Linked DNA regions of Mus musculus: all the other regions are linked to region 2. A link is a contact called in public promoter capture Hi-C data. All regions are on one chromosome and are shown on one strand. The core of a region is the stretch at or near the end of the contact, and the rest is flanking DNA. Distances in the headings are between cores, read along the strand shown. Region 1 holds the start of 4632427E13Rik (RIKEN cDNA 4632427E13 gene). Region 2 holds the start of Kctd21 (potassium channel tetramerisation domain containing 21). Region 3 holds the start of Pcf11 (PCF11 cleavage and polyadenylation factor subunit).

Region 1 (3,409 bases), core at 317-2,816, 4.6 Mb after region 2:
CAGCTAAGACTGGCCCCATCTGTTCCGGAGCCAGCCAGCTGTTTATCTCAAAGGAACATATTTATTGCAGCGTTCATCCCTGTAACTCTTAAGAGGAGAGCCAGCATCATACAAGTCAGAATGTTGCCTGCCTTATTAAACGTGTCAGTTCGTTGGAAAACAAAATTCAAACAAACAGCACACTACCACGCTCCCTAGTTTCCCAGGTCAGGTTCTCTGTCCTTGGATACCTTTCATTAAAGTCCAGTAACGGGGTGACACAACATTCAACTTTTCCTTCCCCTAAAGTGTTAAAAAGAAAAAGAACAAGAAAGCACCCAGGTTCCTAATCGATTCCGTCTGCAAACCGTTATTTCTGAGTGGAGACTAAGCCTCAGAAACGGCAGCTTGTTACAGTACCATTGTCAGTGGCAAGAGCCTATCGCGATGTAATTTAAAACACTCACACAAGCACAAATTCTACTTCCAAACCATCCCGAATCCCGCAGTCGGGAGAACACAAAAAAATGAAAACGCTTAACAAAAATGCAGCTTCTAGCAGCCGAAGAGATCCTTCCCTAGACACGTGAAATATTTCTGACTGGCACGGAGTGCACCATTAAAGGACACTGTCACCTCAAATCAGCAGGAAAAGGCGAGACAAACGACACAAACATACAAACATAAAATAAAGCCCTACGAAACTTAAGCGACTCAAGAGAAACCTGCTCATCTTAAAAATAGTGTGTGCTAGTCCAAGCGACACAAATGTTCTCAAGAAGTACGGCCACATTAAATTACTGTCTCCATTTCTCCCCACACATCACCCTTTCCCACTCAAACCTCAGCACTGGGGTCGTGGAATGACAGGACTGCAGTCCCCCACCTTTGCCCTCCTCGTGTTTTCCAAGTGCACTTCCCAACATCCTTCCCAGCCCAGCCCCCTCTCCTAGCCTTAAAAAGGTTAAAGGGAGTTGAAGCAAGGAAATTGGCAGGCACCAGTCCTCTGGCGGGGGCAGGTTGCAGGAGTTGTTCTTTGCAGTGACCCAAATTGCACAGAGCTATTTAGCTCTTAGCAGCGCCGGTGAGAACCTCCCGAATCCATACCCCCATTCCCGGCCCCATCTTCTCAAAAGAAAGCCTTGAGAACTAAGCGGGAGGGATAACTTGGGAAAACGATTTGAATAAATCACTTCAACTCACCTGGTTTGGGATTTTTCTCCCCACCCCAGGCATAAAAAGAAATGATATACGAATGAGTCACGCACGCAAGAGAAGGTGCTGCGGTGTCCTAAGTCCAAGGACTGGAGTCAGTCCCTGCCCTGGTCCTGCTGCTACTCAGGGCTCAGCTGGAGCGAGCGGCAATAGCGAGCCCAGCAGCAGCAGCGGGGGGGCGGGGGGTGGATAGACCGTAGCACAATGAATGCAGTAGGGTTTTGCAATGACATCATCCCTCTGTCCGAGCGGCCCCAATAGCCATGCTCCAGAGCTGTGCACTCTGGGATCTGTAGTCCTTTGAAGTCCGGGAGCGACGTAGAGGCTACAGCTGGAACTACAATACCCAGGATGCTCTGGTCAGAGCGCCCAGAGAAGAACTGGACCGGCCGCCATGTTGGAGCCCTGGAGCTGCGGCGAGCCGAGGTTTCGAGGGGCTCGTGGAGCCGAAAGGTGGCATGGTGAGAATGGTGAGGCTAGGATGTAGAACTTGATAGCCTCGCGCACCGGCTAGGACTGAACGGAGGCTACACTGGGGACCTTCAGGGCTGTCGAGCCAGAAATGCCATCGCGAGTCGGAGTGAACCGCAACCCGCTGGGGTTGCACAAGGCCTCGCCACCCCGGGACACAGGGAGTCGCTTTACTGAGCGTGGAGAAACCCTTAGACTTCCTGGGGAGACTCTCTGGGCAAAATGTGTCTTTGTTGTGGTGTGGGGACTCGGGACGACGGGCCTCGCGCCTGTAAGACGAAAAGCTCGCGTGCACCCTGTGAGTGGAGCTAAACCTAGGTTATTTTTATTTATTTATTTTTTGCCTTGTCATTTTTCTTAATCCCTCATGATCATTTCCTCAGGTGTCAGACCCCTGCTCCCACCACTGAATTTTCGTTCGGTCGTGAATTGCAAAGGGCCTCAAAGAAATCCTTTGCTAGATAATGTGATCGCGAAGGGTTGTGGAGCTTGGCCCTGAAACTGACAAAGGAAGGATCTACCAAAAGAAGTTAGCACCTAACCTTTCTTACCCCACCAGCGAACGTAAACGACATTGAAAAGGGACTGCAAGTGAGCAGTCTTTCTCGACTAACGCTAAATGAACTGTGCTAAAATACTGCGTATATTCGAAGTTGATAACTGTGGAAAACTTCCCTTTTCTTTTGTTACCTATATTGTGCAAAATAATGTGTTTTGTTGTGACATCTTCGTGCAGATAACGTTAGTTAACACATCATCCCCTTCCCTTAACCACTTGGTACCCTTACCGATGAAAATACATTCAGAATACTTAAAGAACTTTTGAGCCTATTTGCTCAGCATCTCAACACCTTTTCTCCAGTAACTCAAACAGTACTGTGTGTTTGTTTTTCAGGTTCTGAAGTTCACTATAGAAAGATGCCAAAAGACCTACTGAGGGTCTCTGAAAAGTTAAAAATGCTGATATGCGTAATTTGAGTGTTTTATTTTTCCCCTCCTGAGCTTTTCGAAGGAGATGGCTAGCTCGGTGGTGAGGATTCCCACAGCACAGTCAAGACCCTGGATTGTATCCCTAGCACTGGTCTGTTTGCATCAGTGAAAATATATACGGTGCCTCTGTTAGAAATTAATAAAGTTCCAGTAGGTCTTCCTTTCAAAAAGCTAGGCAGGCTGCTTTTTAAATTTCCAAAACACAACAGGAACCTTCAAAGATATATGGAGATGATGGTACTTAAAAAGGACGTTTTTTCAAAGATTGGCTTGTGGTGTGAGAAGCAGCCACAGAAGTGGCAGATGCCATTCTTGTGGATTCAGCAACGTGAAGCCTCAGAAATACTACGCTCTTCTGCTTGTAATGTTGGTAAGTACCAGAAGGAACCAATAGCTACCATTTTCTTTCTGTCCTTTGATGGAAATGTAGAAATGGTTCAAGCTAATGAATCTTTGTTTATATGAGCAGTAACCTTCGTTTGAGTTATGTGGAAGACTGATTTATTGAAAGAAAATAACAGGATGGGTGAAAATAGTGTGGAAAATGGGGGTGATATAATGTAATGGCTTCTATAATTTGTACGTGATTGAGTACTTTGAAGTATTTTAGCCTTCTCTATAGTGGGTAGTCAACCATAAATGCATGGAAAAAATATCAGTGTCTTTAGAAAGACTAAAAATTAAGTCTCAACTTTCACAGGAAAAAAATTCCATATTTAGAAAGTTAAGGGAAAACATTTTACCAGAAAAAAAA
Region 2 (3,590 bases), core at 844-3,343:
ATTTCAAGACTGGGTTTGTCTGTGTAGCCCTGGCTGTCTTGGAACTCACTCTGTAGGCCAGGCTGGCTTTAAACTCAGAAATCCGCCTGCCTCTGTTGCCCAAGAGCTGCGATTAAAGGTGAGAGCCACCACTGCCTCATGAAATAGACACTCTCGTAGGCTTTATAGACCAGCATGACAGGCCCTTCCCTTCCTCTGCAACTTGACTTCTAGCCTCCCCTTGGCCAGGATTTTGAAGGAAAAATCTCATCAGGCTGCCAAGCCTCACCTGTAGCACCCACACCATCCTTTTTGACTCAAAGCACTTTATGCTCAGTACTTAGCACAGTACTTTATGCTCAGTACTTAGCACAGTTAACCTAAGTAGGAGCCTGGCTTCCCTGCTGAAGAAATCCCTTGCTATCCCCAGAAACTGGGGCTGGGCAGGGAGTAGGGAAGACATTTTTTTTTTTTTTTTTTAACTTTGTTTAGTTAGACCTATCTTCACCTTCCCGGACTTGTGCACCAACAGGACTATTTATGTCCCTGTTTTGGAGATAAACACTTTAAAACTTTTCATTTTGAAAATACTCCCTTGAATTTTCACTTTGGAATCAAATGTGTAGGACAATGTCTAATTGGCTGTCATGCTGCCAAGGCCATGGTGGCTTCCACTGTGCAGGGGAAGGGACAGAGCACCGGGTTCAAGTGAGTGACGACTGCCGATCACCTAGCAGCTTCCCAGCCTTACCCAGGGTGATCTCCAGGATAGGGCTTTGGCCCAGAGCTCTGCAGACTTCCCCTTCATCCTTTCACACCCAACAGCTGACGGCCACCTTGCCCTGTCCTATCTCTGAGAGGCCTACAGGCTGCTCCCCTCAGTTCACACAAGGGGCACTGGGATTTGTGCCCATCAGGGCGGGGTGGGGGTGGGCTGGAAGAAGAGACCACCCAACCTGAGGCATTTCCTTGCTTGCACAGAAATGCTTTGTTGAAGATGGTCCCAACACCATCCCTCAACCGCAGGCAGAACTTTCCCTAGCCACCCTGGCTCATCTTGTGGTTTTCCTCAGGCACCCACACCTCCTTTCAGCTTTCTCTTCCTGTGGCCTTCCCACTCCTCCCAACAGTGATAACTGTAAACAAAGGGCTTTCAAATAGCTCCAGCCTGAAGACACCATAGAAGGGTTGCCTTGTAGCTGGGCATTGAAAGTGCTAGGGCACAGGTCCTGGAGCACAACTTTGGATGGGTGGGGCATTGGATTGCCTTGTAGCTGGGCATTGAAAGTGCTAGGGCACAGGTCCTGGAGCACAACTTTGGATGGGTGGGGCATTGGGTTGCCTTGTAGCTGGGCATTGAAAGTGCTAGGGCACAGGTCCTGGAGCACAACTTTGGATGGGTGGGGCATCACAATGCTTGCTTCTTTCCTGTCACCCCAGACCAAACCTCTGTTTCCCCTGTGGGCAGAGAAAGGCAGGGTCTTTGAAGGCTTTTGGGGGCAAGTCACTTATCAGGTGTGTTGCTCAACTGGAAACAGTTATCACGGTGAGGCCTTGGCGGGATGTGAGTAGAATGAGTATGTGTGTGACGCACTGAGCTCCAGGGATGGGCTCTTTATTTCTAGTCACATGGAAAGAATGGTGCTGTGTACATCCACACGCCCTGGGTTCACTAGAGCTGGGAGGGGTCCCTGTCATCCCTGTGGTCCGCCTCGCGCTCGCCCACCTAACCCAGCACCCACTCCTCAGCTCTGGAACCGGTCCCTTCTGATCAAACAAGAGGTCCCCTTCTCACCTAGAGACTCGGCTCCTCTTCCTAACCCACCAAAGGCTCCTCCCACAGCGCATCCCTTTCTCCAGCCCCGCCCCTCAGGTGGTTCGGTCTACCCCCTCACCCCGAAACGCGCCCCTCCCCCGCGGCCACGGGCGGGGCTACCCCATTTCACAGATGAGAACAGCGAGGCTGCGACAGATGACCTTTCACGGCAGGACAGGTGCCCGGAAAGACATGTATGCGTCCGCTGGGTCCAGAGCCCTCCCCGAAACCCCTGCGCACCGCACCCACCTCCTGCCCTCGCTCGGCAGCCTCCCCTCCAGCCAGCGCAGCTTCGCTAGGGGGTGGGCCGGGCTGGGGCAGGGGCGGGTCGTCCCGGGCCGCGCGCTGGCCGCCGGGACTTGTAGTCCCCTCTGCGTTCCTTCCTGTGCCGCGTGCCGGGCCCGGACTCCACCTCCCAGGAGGCTACGCGGAGAGCCAGCCCCCTACTGGCCCGCCCCGCCGGCACTGGGACCAGCTGGCCTTAAAGGGGACGCGGCCCGACTGGGAGCTCGCAGGGTAACCCCCGCTGTGGCTCCGCCCCGTTTCCCCGCACCTCACCCCTCTCCCAGTTCCGTCCCGCAGCTCTGAGACCGCGCAGTTGCACTGCCCAGGTCCATCTAGGGTTGTGCGGAGCGGGGTGGGTGGAGTTGGACATCACAAAGTAGCAGCAGCATCCCTGCGGTCTGGGACCCCTCGGTAGGGGAGCGGAGGACCCGCCCTGACCTCGACTGGCCCAGCCTAGTCTAGTCCGGCCCATGCGCCCCGCCCAGGAGTGGGTTCTAAGGTAAGGCCCTCTGAAGTCTAGGAGTTAAGGGGGCTTTGGGTGTTTGAGTGCTCATGTCGGGGGGCGGGGGCAGTGTCTGCACTCTTGACATTTCGAGTGCTCCTTACTTATCTTTAGGACTCTGAGAGCACGAGATTGGAAGGTGGGGGATCTAGGTGCTTCTGGGCCTTTGCTGTGTGACCTTGGCCTTCTAACTGCCCCTCTCTGAGCCTTAACCATCTCCTTCATCAACTGAGTAGTTCCAGCTTCTGTACCTCTCAGTCCTGAGAGCAGCCACAACTAGAACCATGACGCCTGGCAATCTTTTTGCGGAGAACCCCCAGTCTGGGCTAAACAGGCGTAAGGAAGGAAGAGAGGGGGCCCAACTGGAGTAGACACTGAGGATCCAGAGGCAGTCTGATCATCTTTGTCCTGGAGTCCGGGGGCCTTGACATCGCTTGCAGATTGCAGAACTGAAGCTTAAGCGCCTGTCCTCCCTCAGAGAAAGTCTGGGCTGGGAGTGGGGGCTGGGTTAGCAGAGGTTAGTGAGTGGTGGCTCTGTAATCAGGGGCGAGTGTGGACAGTCCCAGAGGGGACTTCTCTTCATCTTCTCTTCCATCTCTCTAATTCCTCTTCAGTAACAGGGTTGTTCTTGCCTGTCACTAGCAAAGCCCTCACTCCTGTCTTTCCAGGACCCAGCCTGGGGCTGGTCGAGGCCTCCTAGGGGGAAGGGTGCCATGCTAGGGTTGCCTTGGTAAGACACTGAGTTAAAACACATTCTGCTGCCAAGAGACCCGAGTGAACCCTGGCGTCCATAGGAGTCAGGGTGTGGGGGCATGAATGTGAGGGGCTGAGAGGACAGCAGATGAACCCCCTCCTCCCCAACGCAGGGCAGGGACCTGCAGACCCTCCCTCCTCCCCTTTGAGGAGATCTGGGAACAGCAGATCCAGGGGCTAACCAGGAGCTGGGGTTTCTTATTGTTTTTTCTGCCTTGTTTGTATGGGCCATTTCTGGAATGGCTGAGTCTTCTT
Region 3 (3,415 bases), core at 249-2,748, 4.7 Mb after region 2:
TTCCATTCTGCCAGCTCCTCATTCTTTATAACCCTGCTATTCTTGCTGGTTTTTTTTTTTTTTTCTCTTCCTCTGCTCTGCTTTTCCTTCTCTTACCATCTTTGTCGTCTATCCGCCGCTATTCTCCCTTCTCTCAAAGACATCCATGGCCATGGTCTGATGGTCGTGTTCGGTTTATCTTTTTCTCTGCTCTGGATTCTCCAGATGCCATGGCAGTTCTTTCTTTATATCTACAATAAAAGCCTTCCCTTTAACCATAGCATGGAGTGGACGTGTCATCAGTTTGTGTGTGTATGTGTGTGTGCGAACTATCCCTCCACTGTGCTTCATAGTTCACTAAGGCTCTGACAAACTATTTGTTTTGTGTATCTTAAAAACCAGATTATAGAAATCTAAGGTATTTTTCCATATATCTCAGATGTATTTTTTTTTTTTTAAACAAGGTCTCTGTACGTAGCCTTGGCTGTCCTGGAACTCACTCTGTAGATCAGGCTGTCCTTGAAATCAGTGATCTCCGTTCTGTCTCTTTAGTGCTGGGATTAAGTGTTATGTTTTTTTGAGATAGGGACTCGTTAAGTAGCCCTGGCTGGACTGGAACTTGACATTTAGACTTGACAGGTCTCGACTCCAAGAGATCCACCTTCCTCTGCCTCCTGAGGGCTGAGGTTCAAGGCCTGAGCCATCAAGTATGGCTCAGATATTGTATTTATTCTAAGGCCATTTGGAAATGTAGCAGATTGAAGAGGTGAGTGCTATTAGGTTATTGTGAATACCCTTCCAGAAATGTGACTTCTTCAAAAGATCTCCAGCTCCTCTGGGAAAGCTTTTCTCACATAGCACCTCCTAATAAAAGCATTTTCCTGGGGACTCAACTCCTGCAAGCCTGTCTAGGTGCTTTTATGAGTGTGGCAGTTAGCAGGAGTTACTCCAGTCTGGATTCCGGGTAGGGCAGGCGTCTCCGCCTTAATGCCTGAGGGACAGCTGGCTCAGCGAGCCCCGCCCAGGCTCCCGGGAGCACCTGAGACGGGGCGACTGGCCTTGACTGGAGGCTTTCGCTCTTCCAGCTCATGCCAACCCCCGCCCGCACCCAGGAGGCAAGCGGGAGGAGGATGGTTGATGGAGTCGCCCAGTGGTTGGAGGAGTGCATAGGAAGGGGCCTGGTGCAGCTTTCATAAACTGGTTGGGCCGGTCCTCTGGAGCCTCCGTCCTCTACTGGCTTCCCTGGATGGGTTGTTATGGTAACAAATGACCGAACAGTCCCTTACGAATTGGCCAATGAGAGCCGACCGTCCTTTGCACCGCGTCTCCGAGCCGGAGGTGTTGCGAAAGCCGAGACTCGACCGAGGAAGAAGGCGGTGCTTGGACGTATTGCGGAAGGGCCGGGGGCGGGGCCTGTGACACGCGCGGGCCAGCCAATCCCGCCTGGTGTTTCCAACGGCCCCGCCCCTTACCGCACATTTCCCCTCCCCTAGTTCATTTCGCACGACGCAGCGGTTGGGAACACAGACATTTTCGGAGCTGGAGCCGCCACTGCCGCCGCCATTTTGTGTCTGTGGAGAAAGAAGCCCCGGCGGCGGCTGGAAGCGGACGGAGATTCCCCGTGAGGCTGCGGCGTTTCTTCCCCGAGGTTCCCCCTGGGTCGTCCCCCATCCCCCCTCCGTGGTCAGCATGTGGTGAAGCCGCAGCCGCCGGAGACCCGGGGAGCGAGGCCGAGGCGTCGGAAGGGAGGCGGGGTGTCGAGCGGCTTCAGCTTCGGCGGCGGCGGACCTCGGAGGGGGGCCGCGGCGCAATGTCAGAGCAGACGCCGGCGGAGGCCGGGGCTGCGGGGGCCCGGGAGGACGCCTGTCGGGATTATCAGTCGTCGCTGGAAGACCTGACCTTCAATAGCAAACCGCACATCAATATGCTGACCATTCTAGCCGAGGAGAACCTGCCCTTCGCCAAGGAGATCGTCTCTCTCATCGAGGCCCAAACCGCCAAGGTTTTTATACACCCCGCAGCCTCCTATTCTTCTAATACTCCTTGATTTTAGTGTCAGCCTCATCCCAGGTCTCGCTTCCATCCGAAGGGGGACGGAGTTCCTCCTCTCCAACCCCCCACCCCCGACTCGGGCTTGGTCTTTGGCCCCGGCTGGGAGCGTGGGCCTCTTTCGGGAGGGAGCGGGGAGGATGCAGGGTGGAGCCCCATTTCCGCTTACCAACTCCCTATTTAGGCCACCTCTGACTACGTCCCCACGCTCCACGCATCGGGGACAGCCTTTCGGATGGGGGAAATACTTAGAGGCAGTTGGTGTTTGGGGAGCGAAAGAGTTAAAAAACAAACCATCTTAAGCCCTTGGGAAGGTGGGGAGGGGCTTTCCCTCAGTGTCCTTTTTGGGGAATTGTGCTCTGTGGGTTGGAAGGAGGTGAAGGGGGACCTGGGAGCGAGCTGTCGGTGGGTTGGGTATAGGGAATTGGCCCCGAGTGGAGCAGCGGCCTGTTAGCTCAACATGGCGCCTGCAAAGCACATGATGCGAAAGGGAAGAGAGGAGAGAACCCATTCCCTGCCAGCCAGGCAGCTGCTCTCACCCGTCAGCCCCATTTTGGGGTGGGGGCTGTTGGATCAAACTTTTATTCTCCTCTCGGAGGGTCTGATTTTGCCCCAATGGTAGGAAAATTGGGCTGAGGATGGGGTTTGGGTGTGTGGGGGAGGTCTTATCCAACCTGTAGGTGGAGAATTGGCCCAGTGGGTAACAAATACTTGGAAGTTTCTTTGAAAAATTCAGTCCCTCCTTTTCCTATTCTCGTTTTCTCCCTTCCCTGATAGTGAAGGCTTGCTTTTCTTCACCCCTTGAGCGAAGTGGTCCTTTGCTACCTTCTGTTTTCCCTCTGGTCTTGCTCTTCTGTGGATTCATGTGGGAGCGATATGTTATTTAAGTAAAGTTACTGTTAAACTTAGTTTATATTGAGTCTTAACCGTTTCCCAATTAATACGTTTTAAGTTACTTTTCAAGCTTGTACTTAAGGTTTAGTTTTTTTTCTCTAGTTGTTAGTGATTGCAATTATCAGGATGAGCCTCCTTTTAGCAGAGTGAACCCCTTTTAAAAGGCCACTTTAACAACAACCACCAATATGTTGTTTAGAGACGGTTTCTGTCTAGTGTACAACTGAGTGGTCTGACTCTAATAAATGGTTTTGAAATGTGTGACTGGTATTATAAAATTTGTGAATAAAACATATAAAATATGTATTTGTCTTTTTTATTTACCTTTGTAAGGTGTAGAATCTGTTTCCAAGAATTTTTACTTTTGTGGTTGTGTGTTTTAAACAAAAGTCTTTAAGTGACTTGGGTTCATTCTTCTTTAGGTCCATCCACTCTTTTGGGTAAATCAGTTCACAAGATACACGGTTTCACGTGGTCCTTTCAAATCTTAATT

What was found. Promoter capture Hi-C pulls out the DNA fragments that hold promoters and counts their contacts.
Region 1: a contact with region 2 is called in a promoter capture Hi-C map of pre-B cells. The contact joins the promoter of 4632427E13Rik here to the promoter of Kctd21 in region 2. A contact is called at or near these places in 1 of 39 promoter capture datasets (pre-B cells) and 2 of 484 Hi-C or Micro-C datasets (CD4 T cells and CD8 T cells).
Region 3: a contact with region 2 is called in a promoter capture Hi-C map of pre-B cells, with 5 times the contacts expected there. The contact joins the promoter of Pcf11 here to the promoter of Kctd21 in region 2. A contact is called at or near these places in 2 of 39 promoter capture datasets (liver and pre-B cells).

Annotation. Positions count from the first base shown.
Region 1 is chr7:92,739,616-92,743,024 of GRCm38.p6, reverse strand. It overlaps 4632427E13Rik (RIKEN cDNA 4632427E13 gene), which reads left to right and starts at 1,566. Exons shown (of 2, transcript NR_015510.1): 1 at 1,566-1,963; 2 at 2,049-2,319. It overlaps Rab30 (RAB30, member RAS oncogene family), which reads right to left and starts at 1,311. Exons shown (of 5, transcript NM_029494.2): 1 at 1,183-1,311.
Region 2 is chr7:97,330,826-97,334,415 of GRCm38.p6, reverse strand. It overlaps Kctd21 (potassium channel tetramerisation domain containing 21), which reads right to left and starts at 2,093. Exons shown (of 2, transcript NM_001039039.3): 1 at 2,045-2,093. It overlaps Usp35 (ubiquitin specific peptidase 35), which reads left to right and starts at 2,307. Exons shown (of 11, transcript NM_001177412.2): 1 at 2,307-2,579.
Region 3 is chr7:92,667,995-92,671,409 of GRCm38.p6, reverse strand. Pcf11 (PCF11 cleavage and polyadenylation factor subunit) reads left to right here and starts at 1,498. Exons shown (of 16, transcript NM_029078.3): 1 at 1,498-1,981. The coding sequence starts at 1,790.